3 separate regions of the Mus musculus genome follow, and regions 1 and 3 are each linked to region 2. A link is a contact called in public promoter capture Hi-C data. All regions are on one chromosome and are shown on one strand. The core of a region is the stretch at or near the end of the contact, and the rest is flanking DNA. Distances in the headings are between cores, read along the strand shown.

The links. Promoter capture Hi-C pulls out the DNA fragments that hold promoters and counts their contacts. Capture Hi-C pulls out chosen DNA fragments and counts their contacts.
Region 1: a promoter capture Hi-C map of pre-B cells shows a contact between it and region 2, with 5 times the contacts expected there. The contact joins the promoter of Rbpj here to the promoter of 9230114K14Rik in region 2. A contact is called at or near these places in 2 of 39 promoter capture datasets (the C10 cell line and pre-B cells), 3 of 484 Hi-C or Micro-C datasets (CD4 T cells, erythroblasts and pre-pro-B cells) and 2 of 9 other capture datasets (adipose tissue and liver).
Region 3: a contact with region 2 is called in a promoter capture Hi-C map of liver, with 2.3 times the contacts expected there. The contact joins the promoter of Smim20 here to the promoter of 9230114K14Rik in region 2. A contact is called at or near these places in 2 of 39 promoter capture datasets (liver and pre-B cells), 4 of 484 Hi-C or Micro-C datasets (CD4 T cells, CD8 T cells and regulatory T cells), 2 of 115 datasets of contacts at active chromatin or transcription factors (large pre-B cells and thymic regulatory T cells) and 1 of 9 other capture datasets (liver).

What each region holds. Positions count from the first base shown.
Region 1 is chr5:53,588,650-53,591,931 of GRCm38.p6, forward strand. It overlaps Rbpj (recombination signal binding protein for immunoglobulin kappa J region), which reads left to right and starts at 1,837. Exons shown (of 11, transcript NM_001080927.2): 1 at 1,837-2,075. The coding sequence starts at 2,056.
Region 2 is chr5:52,189,318-52,192,475 of GRCm38.p6, forward strand. 9230114K14Rik (RIKEN cDNA 9230114K14 gene) reads left to right here and starts at 1,364. Exons shown (of 4, transcript NR_015537.2): 1 at 1,364-1,620. It overlaps Dhx15 (DEAH (Asp-Glu-Ala-His) box polypeptide 15), which reads right to left and starts at 1,229. Exons shown (of 14, transcript NM_007839.3): 1 at 963-1,229. The coding sequence starts at 1,033.
Region 3 is chr5:53,265,473-53,268,388 of GRCm38.p6, forward strand. It overlaps Smim20 (small integral membrane protein 20), which reads left to right and starts at 1,634. Exons shown (of 3, transcript NM_001145433.1): 1 at 1,634-1,886. The coding sequence starts at 1,772. It overlaps Gm40303 (a long non-coding RNA gene), which reads right to left and starts at 1,655. Exons shown (of 2, transcript XR_868423.2): 1 at 316-1,655.

The sequences.
Region 1 (3,282 bases), core at 587-3,086, 1.4 Mb after region 2:
AAGTCATCTGGGGGGGAGGGGAGACAGAAACTGGTATGTATGTAGGATTCCTTTAAAGGCTAGGAACAGACTAAGGGGAAGCTATTTAAATCGTGTTCTCGTACCACAATGCAAACGTTTGAGATCGCTAAGCTCAGCTTTCCCGGAGCCTTGCCGGCTCACAAAGCCATCGAAGACACTATAAAGGAAAACAAAACAAAACAAAAAACAAAACAAAAACAAAACAAACAAACAAACAAAAAAACCCCAAACCAACCATTGCTAGAATAGTTAAGGGAATCCAAACTTGTTGTAGAGCAAGTGAAGTGGAGGCCAGACTAGGTGACTCAGATGCATGACTCAAAGCCGACACGGGGCTGGCTGACAGCTCCCGGAGGCGGGGGGCACCACGTCTGTCACATTTCAGGAAAGTACCAGGCTCGGGAGGGCGACAGGAAGCCTCCCCGGCGCGTGCGTGAGTGTGCCGGGGCGGCCTCAGCCCGCCGCTCCCCGCCACGCGCCCACCGCCCCGCCCCGCCCCGCCTCGCGGGCGCCTGTCGGACCCTGCCTTCCGCGTCCCGGGAGCCGCACGGGACGAACACCTGTCGGGGCCCCGGCTCTGCGCGATGTAGGGCGCACGCCCAGCCGCCCGCGGGGTGGGTAGGAGAGCGCGTTCTCGCGAGGCTTAGGAAATTTCCCACGGCCCGTGTTGTGTCTGAGCCGAGCGGTGGAAGGCGCTCGGGAGGAGGTGTAGCGTGAGACTCCGGCTGCCCGCATTGCGCACATGCGCAGTGGCGCGAGCGCGCCGCGCCAATCCTGCGGCGCTCCGGAGCGGGTCTCGGGCGGGCTGATCCAGTTCTCCGGGTTTTTTGTGGCTCCCTGCGGGAGGCAGGCAATGCAGGAGCTGGGAAATCTCTTGGAAAGCAAAGGGCCGGGAAGGGGGGGGGGGGGGAGCAGGGAGGATCAGCAGGTAGGGGACCGGAGGGACAGGTCTCGGGCCACCACCTGCCGAGAGGTGTCCCAGGCAAGACAAGCATCGGGCGACAGCATCGGGCCACCGCCGGAGGAGCTGTTTCTAGGCAGTTACCTACACGTCTGCACCCACACCTACATCCTGCAAGCTGGCTGCTGCCATGAGTTCCCCAGGCAGTCGGAGCTGGGCGGGTAGCTCGCTCCCAAGTGCCCGGGCTTGTAGTGGTGGCTCTGGGGACAACCATTCGGGGCTCTGACGTGTGGGTGCAAAGTGAACATCGGGGGGTTAGGGGGGACACCTTTGCGCGAGGCTGACCTCGGGATGACCCCAGCTCGCATCGGGGAGAAGCGGCGAAAGGCACAGAGCTTATCCCCTAATGCTTTTCCCCTGCAGAGCTCTTGGGAAGGGTCAGCTCACGCGGCGATCACGCCTGTCTCGCCGCGTGTGCGGGTCGTGCGGGAGCAAATGAATGGAGACAGTCGCTGGCAGGTCACCGGGGACCGGGGCTCTGTCCCGATCTCCGCCGCTCCGGCACCTGATACTGAGATTAGCATAAGGGAGGTGTCCAGTGAACGTCGGAATGAATGAAAAAGGCTGGGAACCCGCGGCGAGCGGGAAGCCACTTGGAAAACACCCACTCGAGGAGGCGTCTCCTCTAGGCCTGTGAGACGCTCGCATTTTCCCAGGACCCCTCCTCCCGGCCCCGGGGCCCCGCCTCCTGACCCCTCCAGTCCCGGTCCCCGTAGTAATGCCCTCCGGTTTTCCTCAGTCTCCACGTACGTCCCCGAGGGCGCGTCCCAAAACCCGGATAACCGGAGCGCTCCCCATGGACTACTCGGAGGGCTTGTCCGCGGAGGAGCGGCCTGCGCATGCTCCATCGGCGGGGTAGGTTTCTAGGGAAAGGCAGTGAGCAGATCCCTTAGTCCGCGGGCGGCGCGAGGCGGCTGGCTCCCGGCGGCGGCGGCGGCGAAGCGGGGAAAGACGGCGCGGGGGCCGGGTGGCAGCGATCGGCGAGGCCGAGGGAAGGGGCGGGGGAGAGGAGCAGGGAAAGGCGGCGGGGGGAATCTCGCGAGGGTTGGAGTTTTGGCGAGAGTTTGTGGAAGATGGCGCCTGTTGTGACAGGGTAAGTCTGAGGGGGCAGCGAGTGCTGGGAACCGGGAAAGTTGCGGGCGTCTGACCGCCGGCGGCAGGCGGCGGGCCGGGGCCGCGCGGCGCGCCGGGGCCTCGGGAGGCGGCGCGGGGCGGCGACGCGATGGCGCGGGCCGGTGCGGGGCTCGCCCGTGCGCCGCGGTGGAGCGGGCTCCGGGCGCGTGAGGGCGGGCGGTGGCGAGGCCGGCGGCTGCGGGCGGAGTGCGGCCGGCGCGCGGGGCCGTAGGCACCGTGCCCGGCGCGCGCCCCCCTCGGCGGGCCTGGCGGGGATCCCGGCGCAGCTTTGTTCCCCGTGCGTGGCCCGCGTCGCCTGTCCTCCCAGCCGCTGCCCTGGGCGCCGGAGCGCTTTGTCTGTGTGCGCTGCCCCCCGCGATTCTGCCCCCAGCCCTTTGTTTCGCCGCCTTAGGCTCTCTGTGGGAGCCGCTGCGCGCCCCGCATCCCGTCTGCACCTCCACTCCGCCCGCTGTCCCTCCTCCCGTGCCCCTTTGTTGTATCCCTCTCTTCAGTAGCTGGGTGACCTGCCATAGCCCTGGCACCAGATTACTGCCGTTCTCTTTCTTCCATTGTCTTTCTCGTGTGTATCCCCTCTCACCTTTTTCTCTTTGGTCCTCACCCCCCCCCCCCAAGGCTTTGTCTCCCCTATGTAGTGTCTCATTCTCTTAGCATCCCCTTCCCCTCGCGTCACTGCCTGATTTATCCGCTGCCCACTGTGTCTGTCTGTTGAACTGTCTCAACCCCGGGGACTCCATCTGGTGCTTCTAAGTGCGCACAGACTCTAGGGTTTGCTTTTGTTGTTTGAGTCTGGGAGATGCTTGAGATACTTAAGTTTGCTCCTTCCGCGCCCCTCCTTTCTTCCTTCGCACCCATTTCTCTCGGGATCACACCCCTACCCACCCCTATGCGCCCCTCTCTTGGGATTAAAACGACCCCACTTTTCTTTGCCATCTTTCTGGGCCCGTGATTGTTTTGCTTGGTAAGAGTAGCGCTGGAAAAGGATCTCGATTTCTTGATGGTTATTGCCGTCCCCATCATTGGCTTCTGACGGCCCCAGGCCAAGGGCATCCGCAGTAGCCTTGCACCTGGGTTACCTGAGGGCTAATGGAAGGGTATATTTTAAGACTGTTAGAAGTAGGCTCAAAGGTACTTCCCACCCCCCCACCCCACCCCCTGTTGGTGATGGA
Region 2 (3,158 bases), core at 114-2,613:
TGGTAGTTAGAAATCAATCCCAAAGGACTTTCCGTTAACAAAAACTCAAGAGACCACACATCTGACTTGACAGCGAGTCGGTGTCACAAGACATAAGAAAATGATAAAATCCTACAACTGTTTTGGACATTTGGACTTCCGTGGATATATTTTTTAATTAACCCAACAGATCCCTGTACTGCCGAAGCATAAACATACAACTAATTAAAATGGGAGGGTAGGAATATAAACAAAAGTACATTTTAAGTATGAACTGTGAAAGAAAAGACTGGAAAATGATAATACAACTGCTTACTTGCTAAATGCCCTGTCTTTGCGAAAAGTCTAAGAAAAGGAACTAAAATGCCAGACCAGGAATCGGTGTAAGCCTTTCTCAATCTGCACGTGGGTGTTGTTTGTTCAAACACGCTTAAGATCACTTTTTTGAAAAGTGCGTCCAAAGTGGGGAGGAGATAGAAATAACTTCCAGAGCGGAGGGGGAAATACGTGTTTTCACAGGCCTACCCCAGTGATGCTACTTAAAAGCAAAGCCGGCTTTTAAGCAAAGCAGGAAATAAAGGAGATGGCGGGAGGGCAGGCAGAGGGCGGAAGTTGGCAACGGCCTCTCCTGAAGTGCCTCAATGGAAGAAGGCCCTTCGTCTCCCGCCAAACAGTGCGCCCCGAGGTCGGCTCGCCTCTATCCTCCCCCAAAACAGACAGCGCCCGCCGCCGCCCACGGGGGCAGTGCCCTTGGCCATCCGGTTCCGGCTGCGGGCCTCACGCGAGCACCGAGGCCTCGCGGCCCGCTCCGCACGCCCGCCGTTCCGCGGCCTCGTGGCCGCCACAGGCCGCTCGCCCCGGCCGCACACACTCGGCACGCGCCCCAGCCGGCCGACGGCAGACAAAGGCTCGGCAGCCGGGCCTGCTCCCCGCCACCATCCAACAAAGCCCGAGCCGCGACTGCGCGCCCCGGCCTGGCTTACCCATCGGTCCCCGCACGCTTCTTGCCGGAGGGGTAATCCTCCCCCAGGTCCAACCGATGCCTCTTGGACATCCTCGCACTCCCAGAAGCGGACGCTTAGGAAGGAGGGAAGAAGAGAGACTCCGGCAGCCGGATCCACGCACAAGAGGCCCGCGGCTCAACTCGCGGGGACCCCCACCCCTCCCGCCACCACAGCCCGCTCCGTGCGGCCCGAACCAGGAGCTAAAATGGCGGCCGCGACGAGGGCAGGGCCTGCGTGCGCGCCTCCGCGGCGGGCGTGCCGGCGTGGTGCGCGCGCACGCCGTCCGGAGGCGGGAACTCCCGTCCCGCCCGCTGTGCGATTGGCTGAAATGGCTCTGAGTTCCCGCGGGCTCCTCCCTTTCCCCTCGCGTCTCTCTGAGAGCTGATCTGAGCTGCTGCTAAGGACCGAAACGCGCCTCAAGCTGTCACTTGCCGCCTGGAGTTCGTTGGGAAAGTTGAAAAAGCCTAGTCCTGTTTAGGAAATCTATCCAGCTGTGTATATACTTTTTGCTTTTAGGGTATGAAGCTCAGGAAGGATAAGAAAAACAAGATCACACAGCTGGCAAGTGGCAAAGCAGGACACAATTTATAACTCCAGAACGAGAATTTGCAGTTGTTGCGCCAGATGCCCTGTAGCGGTGAGAAAAAATGTTAACTTTAATTACTGTGACTCGTTTTGTCCATTCACCCCAGAACAGATAACATCTATTTGTTCAAGGTATAGGTGTTTTGTATAGGGTTCAGAAAATTGGAGGTAATCGCACTGGGCACTGTATTTTGCCTCCAATCCTCTGCCCTAATCTTGCTCCGTTTGTGTGTATATGAGTGCATATTAGGCACTCAGAGACATTAGCCCTATCTCTGTCCTCGTTTGGTTTGGTTTGGTTTGGTTTTTTGAGACAGGGTTTCTCTGTGTGGCTCTGGCTGTCCACAAACAAGCTCTGTAGAAGAGGCTAGCCTGGAATTCAGAGGTTAGGCTGTCTCTGCCTCCCAGTGCTGGGACTAAAGGCGTGCCCCAGCATGCCTAGTTGCTGTGCTCCTTAGTAGAGTGAACCCTGAAAGACATTTTATAGACATGGTTACCTGGACTGAAGGAAATCAACAAATAGCTCATCCATTAAGACTCCACTGTAATGGCAAGTTGTTGAGGCAAGGTGACACTTAAGAGGTTGTGTATCTTTCTCCCTTCAGCCATTGTGCATACTCAATTACATTCATTTCCAGAAGTGTGGGCGAAAGAGGTCTAAGGATCAGCCCAAATACAGGGTATCACTTCATGTCAAGACTCTCCTTTGCTGCTCCTTGGCTCTAGTCCCTCGAAAATTCTCAGAAGGATAATCTCTAAGATTAAATACAACAGAAACACAACAGATGATATTGTAACTTTCACAATATCCAACACAACTGTCTAAATGTACATTGACAACCTGTTAGGCTAGATATGGTAGTGAGTACCTTTAATCCCAGCACTCCTGAGGGCAGAGCCAAGCAGATTTCTATGAGTTCAGAGTCAGTTTGTTTTACGTAGTGAGTTCCAGGACAGCCAGAACTATATAGTGACTCTCTCTGTCTTTCTCCCTCCCTCACTCCTTCCCTCTCCCCCCTCCTCCCCCCCCCCCCACATGCACTCGAGCGCACACACACACACACACACACACACACACGAGCCACTGAAAAGTCCTGTGAGCATCTTTCAGGTACCTACATTACTGAAGAATTCCACCCCTGTCAGTTGTATTCCTTGTTATAGTTCCTAGACAGGAGGGTCCTCTTGAAGTTCTTGTGCAGAGTCTTGAGCCTTGTAAACCCCCATGATCATCCTCTTCCCTCCAAAATGTGTATTAATGGGTCATTCCTGTGATGAGCTCATGCAAGTTACCTCTCCGATATAGGCTAATGAGGATGTGATGGTTTTTATATGCTTGGCTTGGGGAGTGGTTTAGAAGGTGTGGCCCTGTTGGAGTCGGTGTGTCACTGTGGGTGTGGGTGTTAAGACCCTCATCCCAGCTGCCTGAAAGCCAGTAGTCTGCTAGCAGCCTTCAAATGAGGATATAGAACTCTTAGCTCCTCTTGCCCCATGCCTGCCTGGATGCTGCCATGTTCCCGCCTTGATGATAATTGACTGAACCTCTGAACCTGTAAGCCAGCCCCAGTTAAATGTTGTCCTTATAAGAGT
Region 3 (2,916 bases), core at 384-2,883, 1.1 Mb after region 2:
GAAACCCTGACTAAGACACATGGCTAGGCAGATGCAACTTCATTGGTTCAGGTCCTAGGCCAACCAATCCACAATGCAAGAACCTTGGTCAGCTTGGGGACGGGCTTAACTGTCAGGGACTGTGAGAAGCAGGGTGAGGACTGGAGGGGATCCACTTGTCTATCAAGAGTGGGGGAGGAGCTACTCCCCAAAGACATTTGAAGATGGATCGTCTACTGCTAAGATAACAAGCGTACACTATTGGGGAATCTTCCTTCCTGTGTTTAATTCATGTATCACACGTTCCCTCTTTGCTGTGCAGCCTTGTCTCCTTACCTAACAAGTTCCTGAGGGGGCCTGAGGAGCAGCCATCTTACTGCACAGTCATTTGTCTTCCTCCCTGTACTTCGGTTGCCCGTGGGACTGCATCAGTCATCGGCAACAGGCGGCATCCGGGATTAGTTATCGTTTCATGTATTTGTTCCGTGGTAGGATCCTGGAGTGCAGAGGTCATGTCTCATTCATCTCGTGTCCCCCTTAGCACTTTGCCTGCTGTTCGGGGGGCCTAGCCAGATAGTCCATAAATCTGCTGACAGATTGAACGACTGATTTATATGCTGCTAGAGTCAGAGGTAGATGGAATCTTGATTCGACTACAAAACTACAGAGGAAAAGACCTGTGTTCACCACATCATTTCTGAGAGATTGCAGATCTTCTCTGGACTAAATAATGTTGCTGGGGTCAAGATAAATACCTTCTGTGCAGCCCAGACTCGCTACTGGTGTCATTTCTATTTCTAAGGGATTGAGCGAAGGCCCAAGGAATGTTGGTCTTAGCTGCCCAGCCCCCTGAGGAGATCATATCTTCTGACTCAGGCTCTGTAAAGGAGAACAGGTGCAGAGGTGGGGGAAAGCAATCCCCACAAGCATGGCGGGATGAGGGAACAGGTGTCAGTCTTCAGAGGCTGTGCCCCAGGCAAAGAGCCAGAGCCCTAGGGACCTGCCACTGACTCTGTGCTGTTCCTAGATTTTAATAGTTTTTGTTTGCAGCCCTCGATTAGTTTTGGGAATCCCTGTCTACTTTCTGAAACCCCTGTATAATTCCCCCCATAACCCAGCACACACAATATGGAGAGCAAAGAGGACAAGGGATCAAAGTTAGATCACTTACTGTGCTCAAACACCCTCCAGGAAAGGCTGTCTTGGGTCAGAAGACTCAGTGACTAATTTTGCAAATACCTTGCAAACCATTCGAACCAGGTGATTTGCTCCTTTGTGGCTCATGCCCACACACAGCTTTCAAAGAGGGAGGCCCAGTCTTTCAGAGGCTTCTAGCCTCACCAGTCACCAAATGTCACATTAATGAGGGGGAAGGGTAAGAAAGAGTTGTTGGGAACAGAAGAGTAAGACAGAAGGTGGTAATTGGAGCAGAGAAGGAAGGACCCAGACCCGGGGCCAGTAAGAGGTCAAAAAGAGGGCACGAGAAAGGAGTGTAGCCAAATACAAGTCAGCACAAGCCACCAGTGTCTCGGCCTCCACGATGGCAGCCGGAGGGCGAGGAGGCGGGTCTTGGTTTGAGGCCCCGCCTTATGCCGCGCCCTTCCTCGGATGACCCCGCCCCACTAAGAGGCGCCCAGGCCCCGCCTCCGAGCTCAGAGGCTCCTCCCTGCACTCCGATCCCGGAAGCGAGCTCTGCTCCGCCTCTTCCGAGCTGGGTCGCGACCTTGAGGCCGGGAATCGAGTTTCCAAACGTGCGGGGGCCTTCGCCGGCTCTGCTGCCCCCTTTCTCTCCATGGCAGCGGCCCGGAACCTGCGCACCGCGCTCATATTCGGAGGCTTCATCTCCATGGTCGGCGCCGCCTTCTATCCCATCTACTTCCGGCCCCTTATGCGGCTGGAGGAATACCGTGAGTGACCTCTGACCCCGCGCAGTGGCTGCTCCCAGCGCTACCCCGAAGCCCTTAAGCCCCTACCCTATCTGTTCAAGGAGTGCTGAGGAAGGATGTGGACTTGGGAGTGAGGCTACCCGGGTTCCAGGCTCGCCCAGTGCAGCCCGGTGACCACGGACAAGGGGCCCCACCTCTGACCTTCAATGTTGAGGCTCTACATATCTTTTGCAGGATCAGCAACAAAACTGTGAGCATCTTAGGGGTCACAGAGGTGATGTGTATGAAAGCAGCCTACACACAGCAGGTCAACACTAACACTAGTTCACACACAGTATATACTGATATACTGAAGATTTAATGTTTTGGGTTAAGCATATACCGAGTCGTTGAATTTGCACGGGCTTCCCTTGGGGTAGATGCTACCCATTTTACAGATGGAGGTCACACAGCTAGTAAGTGGTGAGGGAAATGTTCCAACCCAGGCGTCTGTCCGCAGAGCCCCGCTCCATCCACCCAGGCTGAGATGGTGCTATAGTGGAGAGCTTTGATCATTCTGAGTTGAAAGGTGTTTTTATGGTGCATCATTGCCAATCCCTAAGATGTCTTGGAGCGGAAATATTTCAAAGCTAAACTGTTAACCTGGGTTCTGAGTTTTTCCTCAAATCGTTTTTTTTTTTTTTAGATTCTGCTGGTTTCCTTCATTTTTAAGCTGGCTGCTCACATGACAATGGCGAGTGTCCGGGGAGTCATTTTCCTCCTTAATCATTCAGGTCCTATCATTCTAAAAGCCACACTCCTTCCTGGAGACCTATACCTCAGCAAGGATTAGCACTTTGATACATCTGAAACCATCTGTCAGCGAGGAGAGATGAGGCATTAGAGGATCATTTTGTTCTCCAGGAAACCTGAATCATCTTGAAGATGGAAGAGGGCCAGCCCAGCCCCCGGGGAATATTAGCTGAGGCTGAAGCTTGGCGATTTCAAGCCTCATGTAAATGTTCTGACCATCTCCAGCGCCATAACACTTGGTTTCTGGAGGCAAAGCATT